Regions from separate parts of the Mus musculus genome. Here regions 1, 2 and 4 are each linked to region 3. Evidence: chromatin contacts called from public HiChIP or PLAC-seq and promoter capture Hi-C data. All regions are on one chromosome and are shown on one strand. Each heading gives the region's core, a stretch centred on a gene start, on an enhancer-like site or on the middle of the called end of the contact. The rest is flanking DNA. Distances are from core to core; before and after follow the strand shown. Region 1 has its middle 15 kb from the start of Slc16a11. Region 2 overlaps Mink1 (misshapen-like kinase 1 (zebrafish)). Region 3 holds the start of Pelp1 (proline, glutamic acid and leucine rich protein 1). Region 4 holds the start of Alox12 (arachidonate 12-lipoxygenase).

Region 1 (4,404 bases), core at 809-3,308, 210 kb before region 3:
TAATTAACATGCCTAATCAAAACAAACCAACTCATCCTAACAGGGGGTGGAGAGTGAGGGTAGAGAGGGTGAGGGCAGCAGTTGTGTGGGTGTGTGTGTGTGGGGGGGTGTTCCTCATCTTCCTTTATAAACTATTTGCTTCTGGGCAACATCTGTCTTCTCTCTATCCAGAAGTCCCTCTATCCTTTGTCCCTCGGTGGCAAATATCCCGTCCTCCTCTCCTTTGCCCCTTTTCTCTCTCATCTATCTTCCGTCTCTGTCTCTTATTCCCGGCTCTTTGTCCCTCTGGGGCAAATAAATTTCCTTTGTACTGAGAACTTGGTTTTGATGTGTCCTGGGCCAATTTTGATCCTTTCAGAGGCCAACCTGGGATATGTGAGATCTTGTTTCCAGAGAAAACCAGACCTCCAAACGAAACAGAAGATAGAGTAGCCCAAGAAGGAGGTATGCTCAGACTGCACTGTTCCCTCTGGGGCCTGCAGTTTCTTCTGCTTGGGGCCTGAGAGACAAGTGCCCTGATTCCTCCCATAGCTATGGCTAAGGGGTCACACCCTTTCCTCCTAGGTTCACAGGTTAAATGGGCAGAAGCTTACTGAAGACTCACGGATCACAGAGCTCTCCTCCGCCCACCCATCTACCTACTCTATTTAAATACATCCTTAAACAGTGTTACTTCTTTGTAGGCATTTCTCCTACCACTCTATAAATGCTAAATCATTCAATCCCCAGTCCACTTGAGATGCCCTGACAAAATGCTGTAGACCAAATAATTTATAAATGATAGAAATGTATTGGTCATCGATCTGGAGGCTGGAAAGCCCACAGCGTGCGTCAGTGTCTCCTAAGACCCAACTCTCTGCTTCACAGATGGTTCTGTCTAGCAGAAGGGGGTCACAAGCTCTCAGACCTTTTACAAAGACCTTAACTTCATTCACTTAGTAGCCTCAGGAGATCCCCACCTCCTGATACGATTGTGATGGGGATTAGATCTCACGCATGGACTCTGGAGGGATATAAACATTCAGATCGTAGGACTTATCATCATCTTTCCCATGAATTAGGGAACTGTTACATAGTATCAAATACTATGGTCCCTAATTGGCTAAGGCAGAACTAGAAGGCAGCTGGCCTCCTTTCTGGATTCATATTCTAGCTACCATCCAACAGAACCTCTTGAATCTGTGTGCATTAGAGCACTCATGTTCCATGCTGAATATAACATGTTTACTGTTAATGAGTTTTCTATGGTACCCAGAGCCTCACACATATTAAACATATATTCTGCTGCCAAGCTATTCTCTGGACTTTTTTTTTCTTAATATTTATTTATTTACATGAGTACACTGTCACAGTCTTCAGGCACACCAGAAGAGGGCATCAGATCCCATTACAGATGGTTGTGAGCCACCATGTGGTTGCTGGGATGGGAACTCAGGACCTCTGGAAGTACATCAATGCTCTTAACCGCTGAGCTATATCTCCAGCCCTTCTCTCTGGACTTTTTACTTCTGTTTGTTTTGGGGTTTTGTGTGTTTGCGCTCTCTCTCTCTCTCTCTCTCTCTCTCTCTCTAGCCCTGGCTGGCCTGGAGTTCTGTATGCAGACCAGACTGTTATTCAATTACAATCTCCAGCGTGCTGAGATTAAAGGCTTGCACCATCACGCCTGGCTCTTTTTACCTTTTACTTCCGGACAAAGTCTTACTAACTTGCCCAGGCTAGCCTTTATCTCTATAGAACAGGCAAGTCTTAAATATTCAATTTCCATGCCTTGGGCTCTAAAGGAATTAGGCTAATTGGCCTAAACTTCCAGGCTCAGTGACTGTTATTTTTTTTTAAAGGACATGTATTTTAAAAATGTATTCATCTACAAAAAACTCACTGAGTCTATTATGCTCTGACACCCACCCAACATAGCTGTAGCCATTTTGTTCTGTGCCTGCCAGCTATTTCATATTGTTGCTGTAACATGCCTGCCAGTCATTGACACAGAGCAGTGGCTTGGCTCAGACACCCTGACCACACACCCTGTTTTGTTCTGTATGTTCTGAATGAGGGTTGCTAATCTTAAGAAATACCACAGAGTTTTACATGGGACCCATTAAGTCAAAGGTCACGATGAGTTGTTAGGTCTAAAATAGCCTGAGTCAGAGCTGACCACTGGGCAGCCCTTCCTGTGTTTGAGCTCAGTGTGGTTTTTGTGGCTGACACTGAAGAATGCGACTAATAAACCAAAACGTTATGACTATAATGCTCATGCTCTGTTATCTCAATGTTCTGAAACTCCCCTGTCCACCACCCATCCACCACCCCATCCGCTTAAAGGTTAGCTGATGATACTTTGCCTAGGAAGCCAACTGCTCCCACTCATTGCCCTTTAAATTTTGGAACCTAGTACCTGGTTTTTCCTATAAAATGCCTACCCTGAGAGCAGACTAGTACCGCAATTAGGCCTCTGAGTCCTTTTCAAGGCCCTGAACATTCGGAATTAAGGTATGCATTCGCTAAACTATTCTCAATTAGCTGAGATCGGTGTTTGTATGGTTTGACTGCAACTCCTGAACCTCAACGAGTTCACTGTTGATTGACTTCTTATCAATTATTATGGATCATAATGAAATGGACATGGGATGGAGTCTTTGGCTGTGAGAAAAGAAAATCAACCTTTGAGTTGTTTCAGGAATACAGACTCTAACAAAGGGGTTGACTGGCTAATGTCATGTTTTGTAGACGCCTATCTAAGCATTCGTTATTTTAGAATCTTGCTTCCCGTATTTTCGAGTCCGTAAAGGTGCTCACCTCTCAAGCATTTGCATAAACACTCGGGAAGGGTTAGGTTAAGCTTGTTTACCCAAGGACAACAAGGAAATAAACTCAAAGACCACGAGCCTCTTAAGAGCCACCAAGAAGCCAGGATAGGTAGTACATATGTGTAGGTTCCAGCTTCCCAGGACATTGAGGTGAGAGGATCTTTTCAGCCCAGAAGTCAAGGTCAGCTTGGGCAACACAGGGAAGCTTCCTTTCAATAAGAAGAAGGGATAGAAGACGAGAGGAAGAAAAGGAAGGAGGAAGGGAGGAGAAAGAGAGAGAGAAGAGGAGAGGAGAGAGCCAGGCAGGCCTTATATATTGTGGAGTTCAGTGTGGAGCCTTAGCTCAGTGCTTCGAGCACCCACTGGCCCCAGTCCTAAAACTTCTGCTCTAAAGCCTCAGGCACCAGCTTTTTATCTCCCAAATCCCGGATGCAGTGAGGTGGAAACTCATTCCCTAGAAATCAGGGTCTCCAGGGGCCGCAGCTGAGGGCATAACACTGCCTCCCAAACGTGTGGTGAATGAAGGGCAGTCTCCTCGCAAATGGCTCCCCGTCACGGATCAAGGAAAGGGGAACTCCTTTGAGAGTTTGAAATTCGGTTACAGAAAACTCGGGAAACCTATTTGAATGCACTAGAGAACAGCAATCCTCAGCGAGGGAGGCTGCCAGGGTTTTTGTTTGTTTGTTGTTTGTTTGTTTTTGCAAAACAGGGGCAGGAGAAAGCTTTCAGAGGAAATAATTTTGGGTTGGACAAGGTTTGTAAAGGAGATTTGTGGCAGATAAGAGGAACTCAGCTCAGAGCAAATGCACTGAAAGGGAAAAGATCTAAAAGAAGAGGGTATATGCCGGCCAGCCGGCCGCCAGGTCATGAAACCTTCAGACCGGCAACTTGTCCAGACTTCACCAGTCCTCACCGGACTTCACCCAGGCATCTGCCTTGATCTTGAAAGCAGGCCCTCAGATGCCTTGGTCCAGAAGAACACCTTGGTAGGAGTGTTGCACAAGGTATGCTTTTGCCTGGAGTGTCCTTATTTCACTCATTGCTGACCTCCTGGACACTCAGGTTTGGTAGCTCCCACAGGGTGTCTAGTGTACATTCCCACAGCCTCAGGGAAACCTGTAATCCAACTCCTTCTCCCTCCCACCCCCCACTTCTGGCTTTTAGGCTCACATGACTCAGTTAAATAGAGATCCTGGCCAGGCCAAGCCATTGCAGCCCAGTGGGGTTATCTAGAGTTTATCTAGATATATCTTCTAAGAGACCATGTAAGTTACACACTGAGGTACCAGTTTGGAACTAGAAAGGTAGATAGACACAGAATACTCAGCAGTAGCATAAAAGATGGGCAGAGTAGAGAGAAAAAGGACAGAGTCACTCTTGACCTCTTGGCTCTATCTGATCAGATCAAACAGGATCAAACAGGAGAATCACCCAAGCCTGGGGCAGAGCAAGGTTGGGGTGGAGAAGACGGGGTGAGAACGGGTGGGGCGGAAATGAGAATGAACTGAAAAGCAGCAAAGGCGCCCAGACTTGATTAGTGAACCTATCTGTAATGTGCCCTGACTTGTGATGGGTCCCTTGCAGGTCTCTGCTCACT
Region 2 (4,499 bases), core at 640-3,139, 180 kb after region 3:
GATGCAGGCAGCCACCCTGGGGTCCTTGTGAGTCTGCAAAGTCTAGGGAGCCTAGGTCTGGGGACAGTAAAACCAAAGGGTGTAATTAGGGGAGATTCCCTTACATCCTTGCGGCAGGTAGGGTGCCCCTTTGCACTGACTAGTTTCTGATGAGAATGGCATCTGTATTCATAGATGTGTTCTGTTCTAACTTGTTTCTGCTTCCGCATGTATCTGCATGTGTGTGTGCATGCGTGCATGCTCTCTACCTCCTCCTGGCTTACAGACCCAGAAGGAGCGCATTACGCCACCTCTATGTAAATACCCATCTTGCTTTCTTTTCCCTCTCCTCTACTCCTGGAGCATACTTGATTGCTACAGAAACAAAACACTTCAGAATATGGATGCATAGAAGACTGGCACTTTACAGTGTACAGTCAGAATCCACGGAGAGCTGATGACGTTTCCCAGTGTGAGAGGGAGGCCAGTAGAGTTGAGAGTCCATTTTTGACAGTGAGGAAATCTGGGGACCTGGATCTTGGAAGGCTTCATGAGAGCATAGTTTATTATAAGTGGGTGTGCTGAATACTGACAGTTTGATGAGGATTTTAGCCTTCAGAATGTTTATACACTCTCTTCTCTTCTTCAGGTTCAGGGTCATTGAAGAGGGGTCCTCTAGGGAGCCCTTCTCCATCCACTTCCTTTCCCCTAAGGATGTAACCTGTCCAGTGCTTTAGCTAGGGGCCTGCTTTCCACATTTAACCATTGGGGCTGAGAACAGGTTCTATTGCCTGCTTTCTGAGGTTGGGAGATGGAGACCCACTCAGCTCACCTGTTGAGAAGGCTGGTGTCTGTCTCTGCATTTCCTTTGGGTCCTTGGAGCTGTATGTCATCTCTGCTTAGGCATGAAGGCAGAGGTGATCTTGTGAGACTTTCTTGTATCTCCAAGCTCCCCAAAGCCCCTGGTTTCTCTCCTGCACACATGCTCATCTTGCTGTCTCTCTTTTGCACATCCTTAATTACTCCTATCTAGATGAAGGATGTGAAAGGCTGCCGTACTTTACCAGAACACTTGCCTCTCCTAACTTCTGCCTGAACTGAGAAAGGTGTGTGATCCTGGTGGCCCTTAAGTTGTTGGGAAACCCTGTTTGATGCTCCCCTGGTGGTGCTCCAGACACTCTCAATAATAGTGGTTTAAACTGGTAATCTGGTCGGGAATGGAACTGAAGGATGCATTTCAAAGTTGCATTTGCACAGTGCTCACACTTAAGTGTTAATGTTTGAAGTGGCTTTGAAGGAGCGATGAGTTTATGAGAGATCAAAAATTCCTTCCCTCAGGATATACCTACCCTCGCAGAGACTTGTGCCAGGGTGGGGAGATATCCAGGGGAACCCTGACCTGCTCTGGGGAGAAGAGGAGGGGGTTGGGGGAAGGACTGTGGGAGGGGGTGGCTGGGAGGGGGCAATGAGTGGGATGTAAAATGAATAAGTAATAAATAATAAATGTCCGTCTCCCAAGCTGTCTATTGGTGTTCTGCCACTGCCTTTATAACCCCCCAGCCCACCATGCTTTATATGGGCCTTCTAGATTACAGAAAGAGCTGAGGAAAACAGGCCCATTGTTCTCATTCAAGCAGGGATGCAGGAGCCTGCTCTAGCCTCTGAAATGGTACCAGATACACAGAGACTTCCAGGGTGAGCTGCCCAGCCTCTTGTTCATCTTAGAGCTCAAGTTTCCAATCTCTTCCTGCATAACCCCTGGTTCTTTGCTCCTCTGGTCTCTTCTGTGCTGTTGGTCATCACAGGGAACTCTGCTGGGAGTAAGGTTGGAGCGAGTCAGGGTGGGGGTTCCGGTCCTCCAGCCTCACAGCTGGCTAGCCAAGACTTGTCCGGTCCGCCCACACCCTGTGGCAGCTTTACCTCCTGGCCCAGTTCCCACGGGGCAGGGAGAGGTGAGGCACTGACTGCAGTGGCCTGCTGGGTACAGCTGAGTGAGTAATTACGGCTGGGCTTGAAGCCCACGTGAGACCAGTCCTTCTCTTGTTTCTAGTTGGCTTTCTTGTTTTGTCTTTAATGTTTCTTTCCTAAGGAATTCCTCTAGATTTTATGTTTCCAGATCTTTCTACCATGCTAGCAGCTTCTCTGGATTTAGTAATGAACCCTTACAGACAAGAATTTCTATAATTATAAGACTCCTGGATCAGCAAACAGGCTGATGTAGCATCCTATCCTATCCTATCCTGTCCTTCCCTGCACTTGCTTCCCAAGCCCTCTTAGCCTTTACAATGAATGTATCACCTGGAGCTAGCCCTCAGGCTACGTTATACAGTTTCCCAGAGGGAGAAAAAAAAGTATGTGATTTTGTTTAACAAGGTCTCACATAGCCCAGGCTGACCTTGAATGCATATAGCCAGTGATGGGCTTGAACTCATGGTCTTCCTGTCTCTGCCTCCCAGTGCTGGAACTGTGGGAGTAGACCACCGTACCCAACTCATACATAGAGTTTTACTGTCCATCCATTGTCCCAACCCCACCCTGGCCCCCTTTTGAGTAGGGGCTAACTTTGTAGATCAAGCTGGCCTTGAACTTAGATTGTTGTTGCTTGTGTCTACCTCCCTAGCGCTGGGATTCAAGGTATACAACAACATACATGGCCATATGTGGAAATGCTAACGTATGAGAGGAATGAGATGATAGATGCTTAGTCATAGAAGCACTAGTAAGAGGATGGGAGAGGCAGCCAGAGCCTGACTGTATGTGCTCACTGTACAGCAAAGTAGTTTTGCATATGCCACAAATTCAGAGCTGAAGGGAAGGCATTGCTGTTTCATTCTGGCACAAGTCTGGCCAGCCCTCATTCTGTGTATAACACCTAAGTGCTGTCTTCATCCTGTCCTTAAATGGCTCCTGTTCTACTGGGGAGGAGGAAACGTAATCCTGTGTAAGGTAGAATAGCAATGTGCTGTCCAGCTTGTTTGGTTGTAAGAGCTTACTCAGGGTAGGTCACATAAAGGGATGGCTGGTTCTGGAAGCAGCTGCATGCCTTTATACCTTAAATCCTGCCTCCACTACTTAACGGGCTGCCAGCCTTGAGCATGTTACACACCTCATGTTATGTGACAAAACTTTTAATTTACCCTCGATAGGGAGTCCACAACAGACCAAAGTACAGATACCACCAAAGTCCAACTTGGTGAACCAATGAGTTTTATTGGGGTTACTTACAGGAATATGGATGAGGGTTGCTTACAGGGACAGAAATAACTTAAGGACAGATTCATCACCAAGGCCCACCCCAGCGTTGGTGATGGCTCACAAAGCTGAGAGCCTAGAGCCCACTGCGCAGCAAGTTGGAGAGTGTCCTTTCCGAGTGACTCAGTGGATCTGACCCTCTTCCAGACAGCTAGCGTTCTGTTTTCTGGTTCTTCCAGGCAGCCTCAGAGTCTCCTTGGCAGCTTGGCTCCGTTTGTCTTTGAGGGACTCTCAGCTTTTATTCTTACTCTGGCAGGGAGGGGCTTCATGAATTTGGTCAGTTTCAGGGGACTTCCTAAAGTTATTTTGGGTTGTTTGTCTTCCTGTTTAAGGAGTTACATAACACCTTTATTGTGGCTTTTGAATTTACTGGGAAAGACCAAAGACTTAGATTCAGTTTAAATTTAAATTAAATGAATTTATTCTTACTGCTAACAGGATAGCAACCTTAGAGCCAAACAGTATGCTGAGCTAAAGGAAGTGTTTATAAAGGTGGAGCTCAAAGGTGGACTTTACAGTTATCTATGGAGTCCACAGCTGGGCAAGAAAATGGTGTTGCTCCTTCCCATTCTCTTCCCTGATATACAGTAATAAAACAACCATGCCATCCTCTAGCCGGCACAGGGGAGGTAAGTGTACATTTTTACCCAGGTCTGAGCTCTCTGGCGGAAGTGTCACTCATGACTGGGCTAGAGCAGTTTGTTAGGATTGGCTGTCACATCCCCATACCTTCACAGTCCAGATTGTCCGTGAGAATACTACAACTCTCTACTTTTCGGATGTGTCTGGGCATTACATTGGTTGCCTTGTGTAAAACAGTACAGTGCCTGTCTGTTAATATCAGCTCTTCTTGTTTATAACAAAAGTTTGCTTCCTTGCTCTGACTGGCTTTGAACTTGAGATCCTCCTGCCTCAGACTCCCAAGCGTTGGGATTGCAAACACACATTGCCTTGGAAGTCGATGTTTTTTACTAGGGGTCAGGAACCTTGTTGCAGTCTTGCTGAGCACCGGAACTGTAGCATATATGACTCCATGGAGCAGGAATGGTGCTGGACTTCAGGAACCAGCACAGGGAGGACGGCTGCAGTCTAACTTACTGCTGCAGCTCTCAGCCCCTGTGCTGTCCCTCCGTGTCTGCTTTGATATCCATGTACTCTGTTCCCTGACAGCTCCTGCCTTCCTTTACCTGAATCATAGTCCTGACTCCATTTTCTCTGTGTCATCTTCTCCCTTGGTTGGAATGCATAGGGGTAAGTTTGCCCTAGCT
Region 3 (4,424 bases), core at 637-3,136:
AATGCATCACATAAATCTAAGTGCATTATTCACTAGGAATTGCTTTTTTCCCCTTTTCTCTGCTTTGCGGCATAAATGTATGTCAGAGAGAAAGAGACAGAGAGACAGAGAGGCCGCAGACACCTCTAAGGTAACACCAGGAAGAAAGCAGCACAAGTGGCTGCCCAAAGCCCAGGTGATAGCCACAGTAGATCACAGCAGTCGTGAAGAGGACATAACATTATAGAAACGTGCCAACTGCCTATTGGGGAACACGTGTGCACATGTGTGCAGGGCTTACTGAAGTAAAAGTGCATCACAACAAAAACTCAGGTCACTGAAAAAAAATCAGAGAGATTTCTAAAACACACAAAACAAACAAAAGACCATTAGGAGGGCAGATTTAACTGTAGTATTCCCAACTGTCTGAGGAGTACAATGAATATAAGCCACCCAATCCTGCCTTCCAGAGCCCATCCGAAAGCCAGCCATAGTAGTATAAGCATCTATAATCGCAGCGTCCCCTACTGAGAAACACAAGGTAAAACCAAAGAGCATCAACATAAACACTCGGGCTAGACAGTCCACCACTGGCAAGAGACCTTGTCTTGACACAGGAACCTTAGGACCTAAACGTTCCTATGACTTTGATGTGTGCACCGTTGCTACCCTTGGCCCATAACCACTAACATAAACACACATACAGCTGAACAAGATGGCGGATGCCCAGCCACAGGCAGCTGGATCTCGGGGAGTTCTAGGCCAGCCTGGTCTACATAGTTCCAGACCAGCCAGAGCCACATAGTGAGACTTTGCCTCCATAAGAAAAAAAAAAAAAAAAAAAAAAAGGCAGAACTTCACAGACTGCTTATGGAAGTGTGTAAGAAACCACATATCGAGGATGGCACTTGGGTTTCTAGCTTGTAGGAACTGAACGCATGTGAATATTTTGTGCACAGGCTCCTAACCAGGTAGACAACATATTGTCTACCGCCTACCTCACCAGCCTCAACTCTACCCACTCTCTTTAACCACCTAAACCCCGAACCCAAACATTGCCCTCATTTTCCAACCCGTCCTACACGAGTGTTCCTCTAACGTTTCAACTACCCCTTCTAATTTTCTTTCACTACCTAACCCCTGTTCATCTTAAACTCCAGGTCTTTTGGAGAAATCTCTAAATACTCTCTCTACACCGGTTTAGGAAACTCATACCAGATTTAGTTTCGTGTTATGGCATTTTGCTCATCGCCACTATGACTGGAATTGGAGCGCCGAGTAGGAAGGGGTAGGCCCTTGGCTGAGAGCTAGTAAATGTTTGTGTTCAATTACCCTGGGAAAACGCCGCCAAAAGAAGTTTCGCTGAGGACTGAACTAGTCAGGGGACCTGGGATGGAACCGAGCCCCTTCATTGCTTTGTGCTTATCAATGACCTAACAGAAAAGGGGCCTAATACTGCTCTGGGGAACGCGCAGGTAATGAAGTCTGTGGATCGCGTCCTCAATGGTTAAGTGGCTCTATTCTCCACTCTCGGCTCTCCTCGAGCTCACAGCTCCAGTGTCAGCTTCAGGAAGGCGGGACCACGGTGCCCAGCCGCCTCACCAGCCTTTCCACGGTGACCGCGGGAGCCACAGACTTACCTGCGCCCCACCTGCCGTCCCATGCAGCCTCAATAAGCACATGAGCCCGGGCAAATGCGGGGCCCACTGGATTGGGGGATGCACAGGGGCCACGGGGGACGCCGTTCGCGGCTGTAACAACCCGGAAATGCTCTCTAACAGCAGCAGACGCAGACGCGGGCCGGATCCCACCGCAGAGAGACCCCCGGGCCCGCCAGGAGCCCCAGCTGGGGAGCCCGCAGAGGCCCCACTAAGAACGGCCGCCGCCATCTTCACAGGCTCGAGCAATGGCGTGGCGTGATGACGCAAACATAAGTGCGACGCACGCCGCTCGGGGAGGGGTCTTGAGGAGGGGGCTGCGGCCTGCTGGGCTGGATGAATGAGGGCTGGCGCCCTGCGGCAGGAGGGGGCATGCGCAATGTGGGCGAGCGCCAGCGTTGGGGCGGCTTGCAAACTGCTAACCCGGGCTGAGCGCTGTAGGGCGGGGCGGAGGCGTTGCTGCGCAGGCCGGACACGTGGTCTGCAGGAAAGGCGCGGGAGTCTGAAAGATCTCAGTCCAGCGTGGCTTCTGGTCACCTTCTCCCTGGGCTTAGTAATCCTATCTAAGGAGCCAACCCCAAGTCTGAAATCTGGAACGTTCTAAACTGCTTTTCCAACAATGGAAAAACAAGCTCAAACAGTGCACATGCCACAAAGTAGCAGAGGTGTCACTCTGTCCCCAAGACACACCCACAGTCATTTGTGTATTTACATTACTATACACAGTTGTTTTGTTTTTTGAGACAGGGCCCTGGCTGTTCTGGAAATCACTTTGTAGACCAGGCTGACCTCCAACTCAGAAATCCACCTGCCTCTGCCTCCCTAGTGCTGGGATTAAAGGCGTGCGCCACCACGCCCGGCTAACCTATCACTTTCAAAGGCCTCAGCATTGCCTTATTTCCTCCCTCTGCAGTCTGTACACCACACAAAAGCCGAATTGGGCTTTTCTGATATAAGCCAGTTCTTTGTTTTGTTGTTTTTGCTTTTTAACAGGCTGGCCTCAGACATGATGTGGCAATATTCCTGCCTCAGGCTCACAAGTTCAAATGCTGACATTACAGATTGGAGCCAAGAAAGCTTGTCCTTCCCAGTTTAGAGTCCTTCTGTAGCTTCTAGAGATAAGAATATTAACTGGGTGGTGGTGGCACACGCCTTTAATCCCAGCATATTGGGAGGCAGACGCAGGCAGATTTCTGAGTTCAAGGCCAGCCTGGTCTACAAAGTGAGCTCCAGGACAGCCAGGGCTACACAGAGAAACCCTGTCTCAAAAAAACAAACAAAAAAAGATAAGAATATTTCCCTACACAGACTAGAATCTATACCACCTGACCTCAGGCTGTACAAGCACTTCTTTCTTCCTCTGGTCTTTTGTTGTTTTGTTTTAGGGGTGGAGAGATGTTTGAGGTTTTGTTTTGTTTTGTTTCTTCTCCTAGTCTTGGACTAAACTAGCCTTCTTTCTATCCTCCAGCAACATCAATTCCAAGGCCTTTGCACAGACTTCCAATTTTGCCGACAGGCTTGTTGCCATTCTTAGAAAAGTTTTTCTTCCAATCTCTATCACACACACACACACACACACACACACACACACACATACACATACACACACTTTTAAAGTCAAGGTAACCTCCCCTTGAAGGTAACTTCCTATGAAATTAAGGATGGGGTCTGGGGATATGGCTCAGTGGTTAAGAGCACTGACTGCACTTCCAAAGGTCCTGAGTTCAAGTCCCAGCAACCATATGGTGGCTCACAACCATCTGTAATGAGATCTGACTCCCTCTTCTAGAGTGTCTGAAGATAGCTACAGTGTACTTACATATAATAAATAAACAAATAAATAAATAAATAAATAAATAAAAATTAAGGATGGCATCAAATTTCTGACTCTCCTAGCTCTCCCTCCCAAGCACTGGGATCCCAGGCCTGTGCCACCACACCCAGTTCCCTCTGTGCTAGGGCTGGAACCCAGGGCCTTATGCATGCTCCGTAGGCATTTGACCAAGTGAGCTAAATCCTGGTCCTTATTTTTGACTTTTTCTTCCATTTCAATTGTGTGTGTGTGTGTGTGTGTGTGTGTGTGTGAGAGAGAGAGAGAGACAGAGACAGAGACAGAGACAGACAGAGAGAGACAGAGACAGAGGCATGGAGAAAGGAGATTTTATTTTGGAGGTACTTTGAGACAAGGTCTCTCTATGTAGGCCAGGCTGACCTCAAGCTTGCAGCAAATGATGAACCAGCCTGACTCCATCTTAAGATTGAAAGCCATCTTATTACAAGGTCAAACTAAGCTCATCCTGTCTTCTATGAGACTTGGGTTTGACCATGCCGTGACCTATTTTCTGAAATTTGACATGTTCCACACCCTATACCCTAATCTCCACCCTGATGAGATGTTCTGCCAAATAATTTTGAAATGGTCTGGCAAGTTCCTACATAACCAAAAACTCTTGGAAAAATCTCCTATCCTTGCAGTTTGTGGGGCTAATATGAGCTTGCTTAACTCAACTAAAAGAATTTGGGTAATGATCTTTGTTCTCGTTTACTGGGATTAACACAATCTCCCTGCTTCTGCTTGTTGGGTACTGGTATTAAAAGATTCATCACCACCACCACCACACCCAGCTCTCCGCCTGCTCCAACACCTCAGACAGCATCTCACTATGAATCCTGCTTTAGACTCTCTCACCAGCGTGCTCTTTCCTCAGCTTTCCAAGTTCTGGGCCTATGGGCTTGTACCGCCACACCCGGCTCTCATGGGCACATTTCCATGTCTGTAAATAACTT
Region 4 (4,336 bases), core at 642-3,141, 150 kb before region 3:
TCATCGGGTTCTTGCTGGTTTGAGCTCACATTTCACTTCCTTCAGCCCACAATTTTCTCTTCCAGACCAGAATCCCATATCCTCCATGCTTTCCTGTTTCTTAAGCTCACAATCTCCTAATCTATTTCATCAATATCTAAAGTGGGGGTGGGGTGAGGGGAGAATCACGCTAATTAAGGTGATGAAATGTGGTGTCACCAACACCACACCTATAGCTACTTGTTGCTTTGGCTAATCTCACACCTTAAATTTCATCTGTTCACGTTCAGCGGTACTTTCATTTCCTGGCTTCGCCTCTGGAGCTGATCACTCTACAGCTACTGACTTGTCCTGGGTGCCGCCTCAGTGAAATCCACCTGTCTCCAAGTGTTCCCGCCCTTACCACCCTGGCTTTCACTTGCCTCTGCACTTCTCTTTCTCTGGTTTCCCATGGTAAAAATGTGAAGTTTTACGGGCTCTTTCGCATGCCTCCTCCTGCCAGGTGGTCCCCACCATCCAATCAAATCAGCCGACCAGCGGCCCTTCCTCGCGGCCCCGTTGCTCATTGGCCACCAGCTCTTGTTCTCTGAGCCCCTCACCTGTCCCTCTCCCCACGGGTTCCGAATCACAGTACTACTGTTTTCTTTACTTCTCCATTTGTGTCCCCGGCTCCATGACCTTCTTTCTATCTAGGAAAACAGAGTCTCCAGATCTCTTACTTCCCTCTTTAATTCATTTGCAACATCACTTATCCTGGGAAACACTTGGGGAATTCATAACTTCTCATTTCCTCACTTGCGCCCTAGAAACTCACTGTTCCGTTTCTGCCCACCCTTTCTCCAAGTTCTTTCCCTCTCCTCCTCTTTAGCCCTATTCCTCCACACCCTCGCCGCCAGCACTGCCCTTTCCCTCTTCGTCCACTCCCCCAGGGTAGGATGCTGCCCCGCTCACCTGTCCCCTCCGGGAGGCTCAGGATTCCCTCTCCCTGCACCCAGCGGTAGCAGGGAAACACGGCCTCTGCACTTGTCCCCGGCCCCTGAACTGTGATGAGGTTGCAGAACCAGGCGTCATCCACAACTGTGTGCTGTTTGTGCAGTTTCACAAACTGCAGTGGCCCCAAGTCCTCGGGAACGTCGAAGTCAAACTCCTCCTCCTGCGGGGACCACACTTAATAGAAGGGATTGGGAGAAGCCTTTCGGTGGCCGAGCCTCCCCTTTGTGGAGCCTCAGCTTACCGCAGCCGTCAAAGAACACACCTCGCCCCTGCTCTCCTTCCCTCTTCCACCCCTAACCTGTCTGGCGGGTCTAAGATGTCCCATTTCTGAGGGAAGACCAGCGTCTACAGCGCGCTGACCAGAGATTTGAGCAGATGATGACGATCATCGCCTGTCTCATCCCGTTCACTGAGCTCCCACCACACCGGAACTTGGAGGAGCTTCGACTGACCTCAAGTCCTGTATTTAAATCGGCTCTGGGGCTAAGAATGCAGGACTCAGAGGGCTGCCTGGGCTGGGGTGTGGGAAAGGAGACCACCCGGGGCCCGTAGTTGACATCACTCCCGGTGTCCCACCTCTACAAATCTCCATCGCGGTCTTACTGTCACAGACCCTAGTCTCCTGTCCCTTGCCATCCTCCTACTCTCTGCTTGGACAGTAGAGGGCCCCAGTTCTTGCTCACTGACCTTGCCCCGCGCTGGCCGCAGTTGCAGCTCCAGTTTCGCCTCCCGGTGCTCCCCAACCAGCCACAAACGCACTAGGTTGAGGGATCCGGAGAAGAGCCAGGCCCCAGTGACCACACGGACGCGGTAGCGGCCCATGGCTCCCTCTGGCCTCTCAGGAGGCGATCCAAGTTAAGTTCAATTCGAAGACCGCCCAGGGCCACCGTCGCCTCGGGGCCAGGTCCAAAACTTTAAAAAGATGGATCTGTGTCCCCGCCCTCACAACTCCTAGGCACTCCCAAGTCCCCGCCCCAGACTAGTCTGAACCTGCTAGCCCAGCCCAAGAACAGGCTTTGGGAAAGGGGTGTGCGTTTGGATCAGCTACAGTGGGAGCTAAGGAGGCCCTTCCCAAGGTCTCTGGGCTTTTAGGAGAACTTGCAAAGGGGTTGAAACCATTTTTCAAACGGAGGGAAAAGAAGTGTCTTTTCTGGGCTGAGAGGAATGCCTATAGCAGGTGAGCCTGGGAGGGCCTGGGGGATGCCCAGCTGCTAAAACCATCTGTGGTCCCCAAACACCCCCAGTCCCTGCTCTGTACTGCTTTTGAAGTCACCCCTTCAGTAAACCCCCAGGGATTCCCAGGCTGCCTTGAGCCTGAAAAGACAGCGTTTCCAGACTTAGAACCCCACCCCTGCCTTCTCCCCCACCCTCATGGTCTCCCACTCACCTGAACATAAGACTTTACGATTTCTTTTCCTTCCTTCCTTCCTTCCTTCCTTCCTTCCTTCCTTCCTTCCTTCTTTTCTCTCTTTCTCTCTTTAAAAAAAAAAGATTTACTTATTTTATGTATGTAAATACACTGTCACTGTCTTAGACACACCAGTAGAGGGCATCAGATCCCATTACAGATGGTTGTGAGCCACCATGTGGTTGCTGGGAACTGAACTCAGGACCTCTGGAAGAACAGTAAGCCCTTTTAACCGCTGAGCCATCTCTCCAGCTCCGACTTTAAGATTTCAAATACACAAAAGTGTCATGGGCCACGCATCTTGAGGGAGGCCAAGGACAGTGAATGATTTTGTCCAACCTCCTCCAGATCTCGGATGCAGAGTACCAGTCTGGGTAGGAGGGTGCAGTATAGAATCAGTTACAGTCCAGTGGGTGGGTTTCACGAGTTTATTTCTTCCAGGTAAGGAGAGTGAGCCTTTCTTTAGTGGAGCCCAGGTTGGATTTTCTTCCCAAGTTATCTCCTGGCCTTGGGTCTCAGAAAAGTAAAGTCATGAGCAGCGGTGAGAATGACACTTGGTTAGGGACCTTGTGAATAGTGGGAAACTTGTTCAGGACTCAGATTTTGTCACATGTACATGTCCCTAACTAGGTTCCTGTAAACTAAGATGTTCTAGTTTGGTGGCTAGGCCAGGGCCAGGAGGATCTGTTTTCTGGACCTAGGATGCTGCTGCTTGCAGGAAGGAAAAGTCTGAGACTTTCCAGGTCACACCTTCAGGCCTCCAAACCCTGGGCATGTCAGGTCCTTCGTGGGTTACTATTGCACACTCTCCAGGCCCATTCCTGCCTAGAAGTTCTGTGCTCTGGATTGGGTGTCTGTCAAGTGACAGCTCCCCCTCCTTTCAATGTTCCGGCGTCACTCTTTTCTCTACATCCCCTTGGTTCTCCACAGCAGGCCGTGGCCCTCTCCTCGTGCATTTTCGTGGGCCGTGTTTTGCCTTCTCAAGAGTTTGGTTTGTATCAACTAGATGATTCCTTAAGGTTACGTGTGTGTGTGTGTGTGTGTGTGTGTGTGTGTGACAGAGAGAGAGAGAGAGAGAGAGAGAGAGAGAGAATGAGAACACTAAGAAAAAGAACTGAACTTCTACACGAGCTTAATGACATGATGTGTTCAGACACTTAGACGCTTAGCACAATGTTTGACACAGAGCCCTCTGTGTATTAACTTATTATTATTCATGATGAAATATCATGAGTCCCTTTCCCATTTCTTACCACCTACTACTTCTTCAGTTTCTACCAGGATGTTCACTTCCAAGACCTGCTTCCCTCTTGCTTTTGTTTTTGTTTTTTGTTTTTGTTTTTCGAGACAGGGTTTCTCTGTGTAGCCCTGGCTGTCCTGAAACTCACTTTATAGACCAGGCTGGCCTCAAACTCAGAAATCCACCTGCCTCTGCCTCCCAAGTGCTGGGATTAAAGGCGTGCGCCACCACCGCCCAGCTTTTTGTTTTTTTGGTTTTTTGCACTTTTCAGTTTTTAAGCCCATGTAGTATATTGAGAAGATACATTTAATTCCTAATTGTTTTCTGTAGTGTTGAGTATTGAACTCAGGCCTAACATATTTCTGTCTCTGAGGAACTTGTATCAATCTGCAAACCTATACAAGCCTTGGGCCAGCTTCATTACTTGGAAACAGATATGAATTTACTTGTTTTCTGACACATGCTCTCAGATCTCTCTCTCTCTCTCTCTCTCTCTCTCTCTCTCTCTCTCTCTCTCTCTCTCTCTCTCTCATATCTGTCTATCCATCCATCTATCTGAATGAAAGAATTTTTACTATGTAGGCCAGGCTGGCTTAGAACTCACAGAGATGCCTCTGCCTCCTCTGCCTCTGCCTCTGCCTCTGCCTCTGCCTCTGCCTCTGCCTCTGCCTCTGCCTCTGCCTCTGCCTCTGCCTCTGCCTCTGCCTCTGCCTCCT

What was found. Promoter capture Hi-C pulls out the DNA fragments that hold promoters and counts their contacts. HiChIP or PLAC-seq counts read pairs in DNA pulled down with a chosen protein or histone mark.
Region 1: a contact with region 3 is called in a FOXA1 HiChIP or PLAC-seq map of pancreatic cancer cells. The contact joins the enhancer-like site here to the promoter of Pelp1 in region 3. A contact is called at or near these places in 11 of 39 promoter capture datasets (3T3-L1-derived adipocytes, cranial neural crest, embryonic stem cells and 5 more) and 2 of 115 datasets of contacts at active chromatin or transcription factors (embryonic stem cells and pancreatic cancer cells).
Region 2: a contact with region 3 is called in an H3K27ac HiChIP or PLAC-seq map of embryonic stem cells, with 6 read pairs. The contact joins the enhancer-like site here to the promoter of Pelp1 in region 3. A contact is called at or near these places in 13 of 39 promoter capture datasets (3T3-L1-derived adipocytes, the C10 cell line, the HPC-7 cell line and 9 more), 8 of 484 Hi-C or Micro-C datasets (CD4 T cells, the STO cell line, adipose-derived mesenchymal stem cells and 4 more), 14 of 115 datasets of contacts at active chromatin or transcription factors (bone marrow-derived macrophages, effector CD8 T cells, embryonic basal ganglia and 8 more) and 3 of 9 other capture datasets (adipose tissue, liver and pancreatic islet).
Region 4: a promoter capture Hi-C map of embryonic stem cells shows a contact between it and region 3. The contact joins the promoter of Alox12 here to the promoter of Pelp1 in region 3. A contact is called at or near these places in 12 of 39 promoter capture datasets (the C10 cell line, the HPC-7 cell line, cranial neural crest and 8 more), 16 of 484 Hi-C or Micro-C datasets (CD4 T cells, ECoMG myeloid progenitors, the HPC-7 cell line and 11 more), 10 of 115 datasets of contacts at active chromatin or transcription factors (bone marrow-derived macrophages, differentiating embryonic stem cells, embryonic stem cells and 5 more) and 2 of 9 other capture datasets (adipose tissue and pancreatic islet).

The regions. Positions count from the first base shown.
Region 1 is chr11:70,196,438-70,200,841 of GRCm38.p6, forward strand. No RefSeq gene overlaps it. Among named protein-coding and RNA genes, the nearest start is that of Slc16a11, 15 kb to the right of the region's middle. Within about 2 kb of position 2,059, at least 54 of the 459 cell types and tissues checked have an H3K27ac peak or open chromatin away from gene starts, as enhancers often do. A contact at or near this core is called in pancreatic cancer cells, where this site is marked.
Region 2 is chr11:70,583,717-70,588,215 of GRCm38.p6, forward strand. All of the region lies in intron 1 of Mink1 (misshapen-like kinase 1 (zebrafish)), which reads left to right. Among named protein-coding and RNA genes, the nearest start is that of Gm51905, 15 kb to the right of the region's middle. Within about 2 kb of position 1,890, at least 163 of the 459 cell types and tissues checked have an H3K27ac peak or open chromatin away from gene starts, as enhancers often do. A contact at or near this core is called in the STO cell line, adipose tissue, bone marrow-derived macrophages and 4 more, where this site is marked.
Region 3 is chr11:70,408,145-70,412,568 of GRCm38.p6, forward strand. Pelp1 (proline, glutamic acid and leucine rich protein 1) reads right to left here and starts at 1,887. Exons shown (of 17, transcript NM_029231.4): 1 at 1,620-1,887. The coding sequence starts at 1,868.
Region 4 is chr11:70,253,479-70,257,814 of GRCm38.p6, forward strand. Alox12 (arachidonate 12-lipoxygenase) reads right to left here and starts at 1,892. Exons shown (of 14, transcript NM_007440.5): 1 at 1,660-1,892; 2 at 931-1,132. The coding sequence starts at 1,794. The region is part of intron 2 of Gm40191 (a long non-coding RNA gene); the gene reads left to right.